Linked DNA regions of Mus musculus: all the other regions are linked to region 1. The links are chromatin contacts, called in public HiChIP or PLAC-seq and promoter capture Hi-C maps. All regions are on one chromosome and are shown on one strand. The core of a region is the stretch at or near the end of the contact, and the rest is flanking DNA. Distances in the headings are between cores, read along the strand shown.

Region 1 (4,511 bases), core at 909-3,408:
TGGGGGGGGGAAGAGGAGGGAAACGGGAGGTGGTATGGTTATATTTCATTATATTCATATATGAAATTCTCAAAGCATAAATTAATATATGTTTTTTGGAACGTAAAAAAATTTCCACATATTAAGGCTGGACGAGGAGACCCTAGTCTTACTTCACTTAGTATGCCATCTCCCAAGACAGTTGGTGTCCTTGGGAGGCCTGCTTTTTTCTGAAGGGCAATCGAGGAGAGGTAGGGGGTTGAGTAGGAGGGACTGGGAGGAGAGGAGGGGGGAACAGCAGTCGGGATGTAATATATGGGAGAAGAATAATTTCCTTTTCAAATTTCCCAGCTTATGGGTAGAGATGAGAGACTGTTCAGTCCCCTCCCCCATCATGCTTCCGCTCTCTCTCTCTCTGTACCCCCCTCTTGTGAGGACATCTTAACAAGTCATAGGTTTGGAGGGGTGCTGCAGACCAGGGATATCGACAATGTGTCCCAGCCCTGGAAGCACAGGGGTCCCCTGAACTGTAATGTCTGTGTGTTTCTCCAGGTCCAGCGGCTCCTGTATGAGAGCCCCAAGCGGGCTTCTCGGACGGTTCTTCTTATCACCCAGCAGCTCAGCCTGGCAGAGCAGGCCCACCACATCCTCTTTCTCAGAGAAGGCTCTGTCGGCGAGCAGGGCACCCACCTGCAGCTCATGAAGAGAGGAGGGTGCTACCGGGCCATGGTAGAGGCTCTTGCGGCTCCTGCAGACTGACAAGGCCTCTGGACTGCACACTGCGTGCTGTCCCCCTCCTGTCCTCTACTCTGTGTGACAGAGAACCTGGGAGCAAAGATATTACCACACCCACGGAGACAGTTGAGGAGCGGAGGTGCTTGTTACATGAGAAAATGTAAACTCTAGGAGATACCCGGAATTTACCACGAATGTGTTTCCCCGACCCGCTCCCTATTAGACGGGGTTTCAGGTACCTCACACCAACACTGAGCTGCTAAATCTCCGGTCTCCACCCTCCCGGTGCTGAGCTTGTATCACAGCATGCACACACAAACCTGGTTTATGTGGCGTTGTGATAGAATGAGAAGAAACGCCCAAAGTGTACAGAGAGAAAGGACAAGCAGCTTGCAATTAACCAAAGGCATAGGCTGGCATTTGGGTGTTCTATGGGTGTTTGATATTTGTAATAAAACTGGTGTTTTGTACTGTGGCTTCTCCCGTTTCTTAGCTCCCGCAAAGTCCTAGCTGAGTTAGTCAGCCCCCCCCCCCCCCCCAGGACAGTGTCCCGTTCTTCTTCAGAATTCTGTTTTACTTCTGGGTCCATCAGCTTTTATTTCCTGGGGCTCTCATTTCTCTTTACTGCTCACCCACGGACTCCTAGTGCTGAGCTGGACCGGGCGGCAGCCCCTCCCTCTCCGCACCCCAAGGCAGCAGCAACTGCATCTTGGAGTCCTTCTCTTCCTCGCTGAGGCTGGAGGAAGCGCGGTAGCGCCGCGGGTGGGGACCCCAGAAAATCAGACTGGATAACCTCGCCCGCCCGTTCAGATTCTTTCATCTTCTCCTCAGCGGCACACGCCGGGATAATCTCAATGAAATGGATAGGATTAGCCAGTAAATCTCTTCCATTCAGGGAGGGCCCGGTGTGTGACGTCAGCAGTTCCTGGGCAGATAATGTCCATAAAGGTTGCAAAGAAGAGGTGGGGTTGAGGATTCAAGGAAGGAGCGCGCAGCCCTGACTTGCGCGACGTGAGCAGCCCCGGGCAAGGGCGCGTCCTCGTGGGTGGCTCAGGGTAGTGAGACTGTTGAACCAAGAGGGGCCCTAGGAGGGACACATGAAAAGGCCCGACTGAGTCCTCTCCTTGGTTCGTCTTTCTCCGTTTTTTCCTGGTTGTCCCAGGACCTAAAGACCCCTGTGCATCCATTTATCGCATTTTCCAGTTTCTATAAAATGATGCTCATTTATTTGAGTGCTGCCCCCATCCCCAGGACGCACGCCTAGGTGGATCTGCTCAATACTCCTCTCAGGTTCCAACGTTCTAGACAACCTCTTTAGGAGATAGGACCCTATTCAGTCCTCCGCTGTTCCCAGAAGATGCCCCCCCCCGTCCCCCGCCTGTGGGTCTTCACGCACCCCACTGCTAGGCGGCCTCCGAAGGCGCACCTCTTCTTCCACCCCACAGCCCATTCTCTAGCTGGTTTCACTGATGTGGCAGCAGGAAAACTCGTCCCCAACACATTGTTTTAGTTCAGACACCCATTAACTGGGCTCTACTCGGAAAGGGCAGGGGATGGGGGTGGGGGACTGGTTCCCTCCCCTTGGTACTGTGGCTTTCGCTTTCACTTCCTTGTCGCAGAGTCGACGGATCTTCGGGGCCAAGTGGTCATGGCGTTACTGGATCTGTGCGGTGCCGCTCGGGGGCAGCGGCCCGAGTGGGCTGCCCTGGATGCGGGAAGCGGGGGTCGCTCGGACCCGGGACACTACAGTTTCTCCGCGCAAGCTCCGGAGCTCGCACTTCCCCGGGGAATGCAGGTGAGGACTGTAGGGCGTTCTGGAGAGATGCAGGAGGTGGGTGGTGGTGGGTGGCACAGAGGAAGGAGTGTCTGCCTGGGTCTGAGGAGGTGAGGACGCCAGGAGGGGCCGTCCAGGAGAGCAGCATCGAGGCTAGCCCTGAAGAACCAACGTGGAGATTAAGGCATGGGAAGGCGGGAGAAAGGGGTGGGGGAGGGACAGAAGGAGAGAGAGTCACGCACGGAGTTGAGACAGCGAGACTGAGAAGATGGTTGGTGCCAATCCCAAGACACAGTGCACAGACCACCATGCCTTCCACAGACTCACTGCTAACTACTACAGGGGCTGTACAGTTGTCTTGGAAGACCTATGAACTTTGGTGGCCTTACTTGGTCTCAGCAACCCACCCTGTGTGTCCTACGACACATTAGATGGCCTAGGTCTCAAGCCCCTCTACTGTAAAATGAGAGCAAGTTATTAAAATGTGCTTTCGAGAACCAAAGGAGCCACGGATTAGGAAACACCTTGAAGTCGCCTACCATGACCTTTGTTCCCACGTGCTGGAAAGCAGAAAGCTGGTGGGCTTAAATCCTGCTTTTCTTTCTTCGGAGCTACTGACATCTAGAGTCTGCAGACCCCTCCTCACTCTGCCACCCTGCCAGGAGCCTCCTAGCACTGAGGTGCCCCTCTGCCTCTTGCATCTCTTAGCCCACCGCATTCCTGAGGTCCTTTGGTGGTGACCAGGAAAGGAATGTTCAAATTGAGATGGCCCACGGCACAACCACACTCGCCTTCAAGTTCCAGCATGGCGTCATCGTGGCTGTGGACTCCAGGGCCACTGCAGGGAGTTACATTAGTGAGTATGTGTGCTCCATGTGTGCTCCAATGGTCCGACTCGTGGAGCTGTTCCCTCAGTAGAGCAGAAGGCCTGGGCCGAAGTTCAGACAGAGCTGGCATTATAGCACACTGAGGGTGGGGGTGGGATGGGGGGTGAGGGGTGGGTGGGGAGCTGTGGGCTCATTTCTTTGATCTCAAAACTCTTCCAGGCTCCTTAAGGATGAACAAAGTGATCGAGATTAACCCTTACCTGCTTGGCACCATGTCTGGTTGTGCAGCCGACTGCCAGTACTGGGAGAGGCTGTTGGCCAAGGAGTGCAGGTAGGCCGGTTTTATCATCTCATTTGTTCAGCCCCTCCCCCGTCCCCACCATGTCCCAGGTCACTTACACCCCCATCGGGTGATCCATTTTAGCAACCATAAGGGATATATATATATATATATATATATATATATATATATATATATATATATATCTCCTTCATGTGATTAAAAATCTCCCAAATCCTAGCCTGGGTCCCTGCTTATAAACCAGATAATCTGGCAGTCACTTAACCTGCAGGGTGGTATCATTTACTAGGCTTTTAAAATGCGGATCAGAGATTTTAAATTCCCAAACTCTCCTTTACTCTTATGTCCCGTCCCACAAGTCCATACCTTCCAAACACTCATCTCTACAATCCCTGCTCCCTCGTGCTATGGGAGAAAATGAATGCAGGTGTAGCTGCCGCCCCTGAGGCCTCCTTCTCTCTCCTCCTCCTCCTCGATCGATCGTACAGGTTGTATTATCTTCGGAATGGGGAACGCATCTCCGTGTCTGCAGCATCCAAGCTGCTTTCCAACATGATGCTGCAGTACCGGGGGATGGGCCTCTCCATGGGCAGCATGATCTGTGGCTGGGACAAGAAGGTGGGTGGCCTATGTCTGTGAGCCCCCCCCCCCCCCGAGGTGTCTTACCCATTGAACCCTCCCCTCCCCCATGCTTGATCCAGGTTTTGATGTTTACCAAAGTGTGCTGTCTTTTGTTTTTGTTTTTAAAATTCATTTATTTATTTTATGTGAGTACACTCTTGTTGTCTTCAGACACACCAGAAGAGGGCACTGGATCCCGTTACAGATGGTCGTGAACTACCATGTGGTTCAATTCTGGCAGTTGAACTCAGGACCTCTGGAAGAGTAGTCAGGG
Region 2 (4,511 bases), core at 1,489-3,988, 170 kb before region 1:
CCAGCCAGGACCTGCACCACCTGCCACGTCACTGTCCACTGCCCCTCCCTCGGTGAGAAGGGCACAGGCAGTGCCTGCCAATGCTCCAATTGCAGTCACGAGTTGCAGACGCATCGCCTGGTGGGCAGAAAAGAGAAAGATATGACTGTCGACAGCTAAAATTAGGTGGGAGCAGTGTTAAGGAAAGGAGGGTCTGGGGAGAAGGACCCACAGGTAGTGCTTGCTGCACAAGCACGAGGACAGGAATCTGGGTCCCAGACACCAGCTCCAGGAAGCAGTCAGATAGCTGTCGCCTGGGGCTCCCTCGATAGCTAATACGTAGTCAATGACTCTGCCTCAGGACCACACCTAAGGCCCGCAGCCCCCCAAAACAGCCAGGTTGAGGAGGGAGTACTAGAACAGACATCTCCTGAGAACCTTAAGCCATCAAAGAACTATACACAGGTGAGGACTGCAGCGTAAAACAGAGCAAGAGGTAAAGGCACGACTTTCCCTGACTCTAAACGGCTCACTGTAGTGTAGCTTGTTAGGAACCAAGGATGGGCAGTCGGCACCAACCTGCTTCTTGCTGCAGCCAGACTGGACCAGGATGGCAAAATCCCCAACCTCATGAGGCACTTCGTGCAGCAGGACTGTCATTGTGGTCAGGATCCCTAGCCCTCGGCCCCCACGAAAGGAAGCACCAATGGCCAGACCGTCTGTGAAGTTGTGTGCCAAGTCAGCAGCCAGATTCAGGTACCCAGACACACGCAGGTCTTTTTGCAAAGAGACAAGACAAAAATGATTGAGGGTGTCCATCAAGCCGGTTCACATACAGCCCCCCCCTCGCCCCCATTTCCTAGACTCCCACCGTCACCCACACACCCACAGCCAACCCATCAGCTCATCCCTTACCTGAGCCTGCTTTTTCTTCTTCAGGGCTCTGAGGTTTCACCGGGCCATCTCTGGGCCCAGTGTTTCCTCCTCTCCTTTTCCGCAACCCGCCCACTTCCTTCTCTTCCTCTGTGCTGGGCTTTTCCTTTGAAGAACACTCTGAGGGAGAACAGGAGTTGATCAGAGTGGGGAACAGAGCTTTCGCATGTGTCCTGCTCCACAGGGTGACCCTGAGTGTGTTACAGAGCAGGCAACGCGGGCTCACCATGTCTATCTCCATGGGTGTGACTGTCTCCATGCGCATGCCTGTCTCCGTGTCCGTGACTGTGTCCATGTCCTCCTTTCACGTGTCTCACAAATTTCTCCACCACGAGGAAGGCGACAATCCCACTGAGAACCCACAGCCCCACAGAGAGAATGGGGCCCTGGCCTGGAACGGAGGCAGTAAAGCATGAAGGGAGACGCAGACTCAAGTGTAAGAGGCGAAGCATGGGAATGGAGAGGTTGCCCTTTCCCAGCACACCAGTCCCTGGTTTTTCTCACCACTGTGGGAGTGTCCATGTCCAGGCTGCTCTGGAGCGTGGTGAGAATGAGGTTCTGCGGGAAGTGGGAGAAAAGGCTTGATGAGGGAATGCCTGGCTCAGGGGATGTGTGTTTGAAGACAACCGGAAAATCTGGGATCATTAAAGAGAAAGAACAAAACCGCTTAAGCCTTTGAGGCGGAGCCCACAAGTTACTTACCCAAGGCATGCGGGATGAGGTGGAGGAACGCATCACCCAGGAGCCCCCCGGAAGCAAAACTGAGCAGGATCTGGAGCAGAGAGCGGTGCCTGGGAGAGTTAGATTCTACTGGGATGAGGAACAGCACGAAGAACGGAGCTGCGGAGATCAGCACTGTGGCCCCCAGTGCCTGGTGGAGAAGCACAATCAGAAGGCAAAGATGGAGCTTCCCACCGATTAAGAACCAGTCCCTCTTCCCCACATCCCCTGGCGACTCACGTAGGCCCAGAGGGTGACAGTGTCCAGGTGGTGTTTGATGCCTGGAGCCCCAGCCTCCCTAGAAGTCCCATGGCTATGTTCACGATGGGCATGTCCATGTCCTCCGTGGTGGAGGCTATCGTGGGAGTGGCCATGGCTATGGCCATGGTGTAATTCCTCACGTGAGTGTCCATGGTCGTGGCTGTGGGCATGCCCATGCCAGATGCTTTCATGAGTGTGGCCGTGGCCATGGTGGAAATCTTCATGCGAGTGCCCGTGGCTGTGGCCATGGTGGAAATCTTCATGTGAGTGCCCGTGACTGTGGCCATGGAAGTCCTCTTCCACATCTTTGTGCAGGTCACCATGACCCTCGTGTCCGGCCACCAGCAGCCCCAAAGCCGCCCAGGTCAGCAGTCCCACAGCCACCCAGTGGGGGGCCCGCAGGCCCATGGTCATCACGCTGACCGGAGGAACAAGAGACGACTCGACTTGACTCTCAATCTACCTATTCGGGATCCGCGTCCCTTGAAGCCCTTCCTCTATACTACTTGCTCCGCTCTTACATTGTCCCCAAGGCCGGTCCACCTCATCCCCAACACCCTTCCTGGATGCAGCCCCCCACCCCCGACACCGCTCTAGCCTTTGATCAGCAACTTTACGGTCTCTCTGGGCCCGCGTCTCTATGGCCCACTGGTTGGGGTAAAGGCCTGGAAAGCGCCGTAAGGGAGCAGCAGGGACCTCTCACCGGCTCCGGGATCCTCTCGGTTCTCGGTTTGCTGGGACGTGGCACTCACGCCTCGAGCTCCCGCGAGATCCGGAAGCTCCCTTTCTTGCCTGCGCCCCGATACCTTTACCAACATGGCGGCGCCCCGAGGGCGGCGCGGCCACGGCGTCAGGACGCATGCGCAGAGCTGGGGGGTTATCCGAGGGGACGGCGGGCTGGCGGGCACCGCCTCCTCCGTTTCCACCTCGGCGAAGGGGCGGGAGCTCAAGGCGAGACTTCCCGTCTGTACAAAGATGGCGGCCGCGCCGGTGCTGTCATCTCAGTGCCGAGCCGAGCGCGGCTCTTGAGTCGCGCTGCCACAGGCCGCGGCCTGCTCGCCTCCGCGGCTTCGTCGCGGCCCCCGAGTCCCCCGCTGTCCCCCCTGCGCGTCCCTGGCGCCTCTCCGGCTTCCCCGCCCTCGGCCCGGGCGTCATGTCTTGGGCCACTCGTCCGCCCTTCCTCCCGCCGCGGCATGCCGCGGGGCAGTGTGGGCCGGTGGGGGTGAGAAAAGAGATGCATTGTGGGGTCGCGTCCCGGTGGCGGCGGCGGCGGCCCTGGCTGGATCCCGCGGCGGCGGCGGCGGCGGCCGGAGAGCAGCAAGCCCTGGAGCCGGAGCCGGGGGAGGCTGGCCGGGACGGGATGGGCGACAGCGGGCGGGGTGAGTGTCCCGTGGGCCCGGGCCGGCGCCCCTCGCGCCCCCTCCCCGCGCTCCCGCCCCCTTGTTTGTAAACACGCGCCCTCGACGTCCCGAGGCCCAGCGCCCTCCCCCGGGGCGGGGCGCGGCGGGGGAGCTTCCGCCCTTCAGGTTCGGGCCCGCGGCGGGGCCTGCGTGCGCGGTCTCGGGCGTGGGAAGGACACCGTTCCCCGTGGGCTGGAGGACTCTGGGCATTCGAAGGCTGAGCTTACGCTCTGGGACCGGGTATTTCTGCCATACTCTTTGCCCCGAATGTTCTAAGTTGGGGTTGGACGAGGGGTTCGCTGCTACACCTCCACGTGCTGCTTCACAGCCCCCCCTCCCGAGGTCAGCTTGGGATGACCCAGTAGCCCCGCCTGACCTGCCTCCCTTTTTGTCAACCGCCTCCTCTCACGACTATTAGAAGTGAAATTGTTGTTTGGCCACTTGGTATTTCTGAACTCCAGGGTTGCGGGCTGTGGTGGGTCAGGGAGAATTAAAGTGTCCATTTGGATGATCAAAAGGCTCACTTTCTCTTCTTGTCTCTCCTGTCCGTGTGTGTCTGCCTTGTACGTACCCACTTCTCAGATTCCCGAAGCCCAGACAGCTCCTCCCCAAATCCCCTTTCTCAGGGGATCCGTCCGTCTTCTCCTCCTGGCCCACCTCTTACCCCTTCAGCACCTCCACCTCCAATGCCACCCCCGCCACTGGGCTCCCCCTTCCCAGTCATCAGTTCTTCCATGGGGTCCCCTGGTCTGCCCCCTCCGGCTCCCCCAGGATTCTCCGGGCCTGTCAGCAGCCCTCAGGTGAGAGAGAGGTTGTGGCCTGCTTATTGCCACTGTGCCTTCAGTTCCTTGTTCTCAACTTCTCACCCCCACTCCCCATCTTTGGGTGAACTTCCCCAAAACCCGTTGATCTTTCTAGTTCTCTAATCATAGCAAGCCTGTGGTCTCGGACCCCTTGCTCTTCCTGAAGGGGGTGGTCTGTGGGGGTGCATGCTTCATCAGCTCTGTTTTGAAAACAAACCCTAAGCCTGCAGGGAATATTTTTGATGTCCTGTTCAGCTCACGGTGGCTTTGCTGCCCTTTTCGCTTCAATATGCCTGCCCTTCTAAGACCTGTGCCCTTCAGGGCCACTGTAGCACAATTACAGAAGGGTGGACATCACTCTTGGTGTCACGTGCAAGGAAGGCCCTTTACGTTAGACAGTAGTGTCCCCAGTACC
Region 3 (4,511 bases), core at 1,172-3,671, 140 kb before region 1:
TGAAATGGAAGCTTTCCCTCCATTGCCCCGCCCCCTTTAGAGCTGGGCCCCAGGGAGATGGCAGCCTTAGCCAGCCACAGTGCTCCCCCCAGTCACTGTCTCTGTGCATCTCTGCTGTCCTGCAGTGTCTTCTCAGACACCTGCCAATCCCAGCCGGCCTTGCTGGGGCCCACCTCTCTACAGAGGGCCTAGACCCATCTCTCCCTAACACTCACCTCCCACTTTCCTCTCAGGGCGAGGTTGGAGTCCCTGGTTCCAGGGGCGAAGACGGCCCTGAAGGGCCAAAAGGGCGCACTGGACCTACAGGAGACCCTGGACCCACTGGGCTCATGGGCGAGAAGGTGATGATGGGAAAGAGTGCCTTGTTACTTGGCACACTGGGTGCCAACTAGAAGTCGGTGCTTGATCAAGGATAGCTGTGAATTAACTGTGCCTCTCTACGCACGGTATCTGCTGGGTGCCAGTGGCCTGAGGTGGCGCATAGGAGGTCAAGAAAAATGATCAGTGTGGCAGGCACAGGGAGGACACGGGGGCTAGGGATGCGAGCTGGGGTGAGAATGTGGGGAGGGGACTCGAGGAGGAAGGGAGGGCGTGGCCCTGTCCTGTCAGTTCTACGGGTAGCCCCATGACAGTCAGCTTCCTAGATGAGGCTTTTTGCAGCTGTGGGGGGGGGGCGGGGGCAGGATTAGGATGATTTTGAACCCCAGTGAAGGGCAGAGCCAGGCTATGAGCTACAGAACCCTGTTTCCTACGACAGCGCTGCATCCTCCCGGGCAAGACAGTGCCTGGAGCACTAGGAGGGAAGGATCTCGGGGAGGAGCTGGGCTGGTGCTCCCCCTCAGGGAGAGAGGTCTGGCTGGGTAGTACAGTGGTGGGTGCTGGGGGAGGTGGGCCTGGAGATGGAGCAGGAGTGGCTGAGGAGACAGAGGAACTGAGGTGCAGAATTGGGCTTGGGGGACTTGTGGGACACCGAAGGAGCCAGGAAGTCGGCGGGGCTTCTGCGGGGAGTATTGCTGCTAGATGTCTGTGGCCCCTGTCTTTCCTGATTGCATTCTGTCCTTCCACAGGGCAAGCTAGGTGTTCCTGGTCTGCCTGGCTATCCTGGACGCCAGGGCCCCAAGGTGCTGTGTTGCTCCTCATTGCCTCTTCCTTGACCTCTGACCCCAGGAACCATATATGGGTGGGATTCCCTAGGGAGGTTTTAGCTGACTGACTCCCATTGAATAGATGAGAAATAGAGGCCTGTGGGTGGTAGGGCTCTTCCTAAGGCAACCTGTTTGTTGGCAGGGTCCAGCACCATTGCTGTCTTGATGGCCTCTTCCACCCCCAACCCCACCCCCCACCCCTGCTTTGGCCTTTCCCAGGCTCCTCCCCCCCTTACCCCTCTTTCTTTCTCCAATCTGTCCAGGGATCTCTGGGTTTCCCTGGTTTTCCTGGAGCCAGTGGAGAGAAGGGAGCTCGGGTAAGCGGGGGAGGGGGAAGGATGCACAGGGAGGAACCAGAGGGGCCACTGTGGGAGTCTTGCCTTGTATAATGCTTGCTTGACTTTATTCCCACCAGGGCCTGTCTGGGAAATCAGGACCTCGGGGAGAACGGGGCCCCACGGTGAGTGCTATGGGCTAACACCTGTTACCTAGTGGCTCAAAATCTAAGAGGTGGGCTGGATGGTAGCTCAGTTGGTAGTGTCCTGCACAGGGTGAACAAGCCCTGGGTTCATCCCCAGTCCTGCACAGGGTGAACAAGCCCTGGGTTCATCCCCAGTCCCACACAGTGTGAACAGCCCTGGGTTCATCCCTAGTACTCCATCAGTTGAGTGTGACAAGGTAGAATCAGGTAGAAGCAAGACGATCAGATGTTCAAGATCACCCTCAGTGACATGGTGAGCTCCTCCAGACTCAAGGATGTTTCTGACATCTGCCTTCTGTCTACCTAGGGTCCAAGGGGTCAGCGGGGACCTCGAGGTGCCACTGGGAAATCTGGAGCTAAGGTGAGTGGACTCTGCAAGGTTGAATCTGTCTCCTGATGCGGAGCCTCCACACCCCTCCCCTCCACACTCTGCCTCTTCCTTGGGGATGCCTGATAAACACCCGAATCACTCCCTGACTTTGTCTCCCTCGCAGGGAACATCAGGTGGTGACGGTCCCCACGGGCCACCCGGAGAGAGGGTGAGTGTGGCTTAAAGGCTCTGTTCCCGTGTTCCCTGGGGAAGAAACATGTGTTCCTCTTTCCAGAACCTGTCTTCCACTCATCCCATCTCTGTCTCTAGGGTCTTCCTGGACCTCAAGGCCCCAATGGATTTCCTGGCCCCAAAGGCCCTCCGGTAAGGTGACCGTTAACTTGTGACCCACATCACTTCCTTCTCCCTCATTCGTCTTCTGTGTCAAGAGTCTCTCTGACCCCAAACTTCCCTTCCAGGGCCCTGCAGGGAAGGATGGGCTGCCGGGACACCCCGGCCAGAGAGGAGAAGTGGTGAGTGATCCAGGGGTGTGTGTGTGGGGGGGGGGGGGGCTTGGATCTTGCTGAGTCAGCCGCCTTGGTGCTGTGCTTCCTCTGGGAGCCTAGAACTTGGGGCCTGCCCCACTGTCTCCCACACTTGTCCTATCTGGCTGTGACGTCACTCTGGCTTTCCCCTCAGGGATTCCAAGGAAAGACCGGCCCACCAGGCCCGCCCGGAGTGGTGGGACCTCAGGTATGTTTCCCCTAGGAGAGAATGCACCCCAGACTGGAGTTCGGGCCTCCTCTCCCAGTAACTCAGCTCTGACACCTGTTTGCCTGGGCAGAGACCCCGAATTTCAGCTCTTTCCCAGGTGTCTCTCTCTGTGTCTCTGTCTCTCTGTGTCTCTGTATCTGTCTCTCTCTCTCTCTTTGAGACATTTCCTGGCTGTGACACAAGGTGGCGTGGCCACTCCACACCAGGGATGGGAAGCCCCAGTGGCAGCCAGGAGAGCATCAACAATTTCCCCTTGGCTTTTGGGCAAACTACTGGGCTCTCGATTGGCACTTTGGGGGATGCAGAGTGGGGTCTCGGGGCAGATGGAGCTGAGTTTAGACTGTGATTTTCCCAGGGAACAGCTGGAGAAAGTGGTCCCATGGGAGAGAGAGGTCACTCTGGCCCCCCAGGACCTCCTGGAGAGCAAGGATTGCCTGGAACATCTGGGAAAGAAGGGACCAAGGTCAGTGAGGGCTGGTGGAGAGGAGCTGGGGAGGGGGGCTGCAAGGCATGGGCCAGTGTGGCTCTGAGGGGCCAGAATCTCTGCTCAAGTTATGACTTGACACCCCTCCTTTCATTTCAGGGTGACCCTGGTCCTCCTGGGGCCCCAGGGAAGGATGGTCCTGCTGGTCTGAGAGGCTTCCCAGGAGAGCGAGGCCTTCCAGGCACTGCTGTGAGTGTGACCCCCAAAGCTAACAGCCTATGAATATGGTCACTCATCACCTGGTCCCCTTGATATTATACCCCGCTTTGGGGGCCTACATCTCCCCAAAGCCCACACTTCCCAGGATGTCTTTTGGGGCCCCATGCCTGTGAAGGCTTGCCTTCTCACTCACCACTTACCCTAAATCTGGTTCATAGGGTGGACCCGGCTTGAAAGGAAATGAAGGTCCAGCTGGCCCTCCTGGCCCTGCAGTGAGTCTGGAGTTCCCGGGAGACAGTGGGCAGGAACCAGGAAAGGGTTTGGGGAGGGAGGATTCTGGGCAGGTTGTGGCAGGAACCATGGGCCTACACATGAGAGGGAATTCGGGGTAAGTCAGGATGCATTCAACTTTCTGTTGTCCCAAGATCTATGGTCAGGGGTCCTGGAGTCCCCCTTCCTGGAGGGTCTGACTCCATCTCTCTCTCAGGGCTCTCCTGGCGAGCGAGGTGCAGCAGGATCAGGGGGCCCCATTGGTCCCCCGGGACGTCCAGGCCCACAAGGTCCCCCTGGAGCAGCAGGAGAGAAAGGCGTACCGGTGAGCCTGGGGGCAGGAGGCTGTGAGCTGTGACCTGAGGAGTAATGGCTACCAAGGTGTTTTTGGGGGGGTGGGGGGGACTTGAAGGTGAAGCTACGTCCAAGCCATTACCTCTTCCCTTGTTTCGTGCAGGGCGAGAAAGGCCCTATTGGTCCCACTGGTCGTGATGGGGTGCAGGGCCCCGTGGGGCTTCCTGGTCCTGCAGGACCCCCAGGCGTGGCTGGAGAGGATGGAGACAAGGTGAGGGAACCGGAACCTACAGATGTGTCCAGTCTTCTCCCCACTAGAGACTGCTGACCTTCTGACCTCTATTAATTTGCATATCTCCTTTCTCATCCATCCCGTTACCTTCTCCTGCAGGGTGAAGTGGGAGACCCTGGACAGAAGGGAACCAAAGGAAACAAGGGTGAACATGTAAGTATCCACGACGCTGACACTTGGCCTCCTGGCCTTTAACCTCATCCCTCCCTCGTTGCCCTTACCACCACACCCTACCCCTGCCTGTCCTGGCATCTCTGATTTCGCCTTTCTTCCTAGGGCCCTCCTGGACCTCCTGGTCCCAT

Evidence for each region. HiChIP or PLAC-seq counts read pairs in DNA pulled down with a chosen protein or histone mark. Capture Hi-C pulls out chosen DNA fragments and counts their contacts.
Region 2: a contact with region 1 is called in a promoter capture Hi-C map of adipose tissue. The contact joins the promoter of Slc39a7 here to the promoter of Psmb8 in region 1. A contact is called at or near these places in 7 of 39 promoter capture datasets (embryonic stem cells, erythroid cells, macrophages and 1 more), 14 of 484 Hi-C or Micro-C datasets (B cells, CD4 T cells, CD8 T cells and 8 more), 19 of 115 datasets of contacts at active chromatin or transcription factors (the 230-238 cell line, CD8 T cells, the HPC-7 cell line and 11 more) and 4 of 9 other capture datasets (adipose tissue, liver, macrophages and 1 more).
Region 3: an H3K27ac HiChIP or PLAC-seq map of acute myeloid leukemia shows a contact between it and region 1, with 4 times the contacts expected there. The contact joins the enhancer-like site here to the promoter of Psmb8 in region 1. A contact is called at or near these places in 10 of 39 promoter capture datasets (3T3-L1-derived adipocytes, the C10 cell line, embryonic stem cells and 3 more), 1 of 484 Hi-C or Micro-C datasets (bone marrow-derived macrophages), 7 of 115 datasets of contacts at active chromatin or transcription factors (the 230-238 cell line, acute myeloid leukemia, bone marrow-derived macrophages and 3 more) and 4 of 9 other capture datasets (adipose tissue, liver, macrophages and 1 more).

What each region holds. Positions count from the first base shown.
Region 1 is chr17:34,196,037-34,200,547 of GRCm38.p6, forward strand. Psmb8 (proteasome (prosome, macropain) subunit, beta type 8 (large multifunctional peptidase 7)) reads left to right here and starts at 2,159. Exons shown (of 6, transcript NM_010724.2): 1 at 2,159-2,509; 2 at 3,197-3,344; 3 at 3,535-3,646; 4 at 4,105-4,234. The coding sequence starts at 2,363. Tap1 (transporter 1, ATP-binding cassette, sub-family B (MDR/TAP)) reads left to right here. Exons shown (of 11, transcript NM_013683.2): 11 at 532-1,189. The coding sequence ends at 738.
Region 2 is chr17:34,028,952-34,033,462 of GRCm38.p6, forward strand. Slc39a7 (solute carrier family 39 (zinc transporter), member 7) reads right to left here and starts at 2,739. Exons shown (of 7, transcript NM_008202.2): 1 at 1,873-2,739; 2 at 1,615-1,783; 3 at 1,417-1,470; 4 at 1,139-1,303; 5 at 895-1,032; 6 at 559-755; 7 at 1-117. The coding sequence starts at 2,307. It overlaps Rxrb (retinoid X receptor beta), which reads left to right and starts at 2,861. Exons shown (of 10, transcript NM_011306.4): 1 at 2,861-3,272; 2 at 3,876-4,093. The coding sequence starts at 3,047.
Region 3 is chr17:34,054,985-34,059,495 of GRCm38.p6, forward strand. It overlaps Col11a2 (collagen, type XI, alpha 2), which reads left to right. Exons shown (of 65, transcript NM_001317722.1): 29 at 234-341; 30 at 1,068-1,121; 31 at 1,409-1,462; 32 at 1,561-1,605; 33 at 1,934-1,987; 34 at 2,121-2,165; 35 at 2,267-2,320; 36 at 2,416-2,469; 37 at 2,636-2,689; 38 at 3,066-3,173; 39 at 3,294-3,383; 40 at 3,572-3,625; 41 at 3,841-3,948; 42 at 4,081-4,188; 2 more. Among named protein-coding and RNA genes, the nearest start is that of Col11a2, 18 kb to the left of the region's middle. Within about 2 kb of position 2,422, at least 37 of the 459 cell types and tissues checked have an H3K27ac peak or open chromatin away from gene starts, as enhancers often do. A contact at or near this core is called in acute myeloid leukemia and bone marrow-derived macrophages, where this site is marked.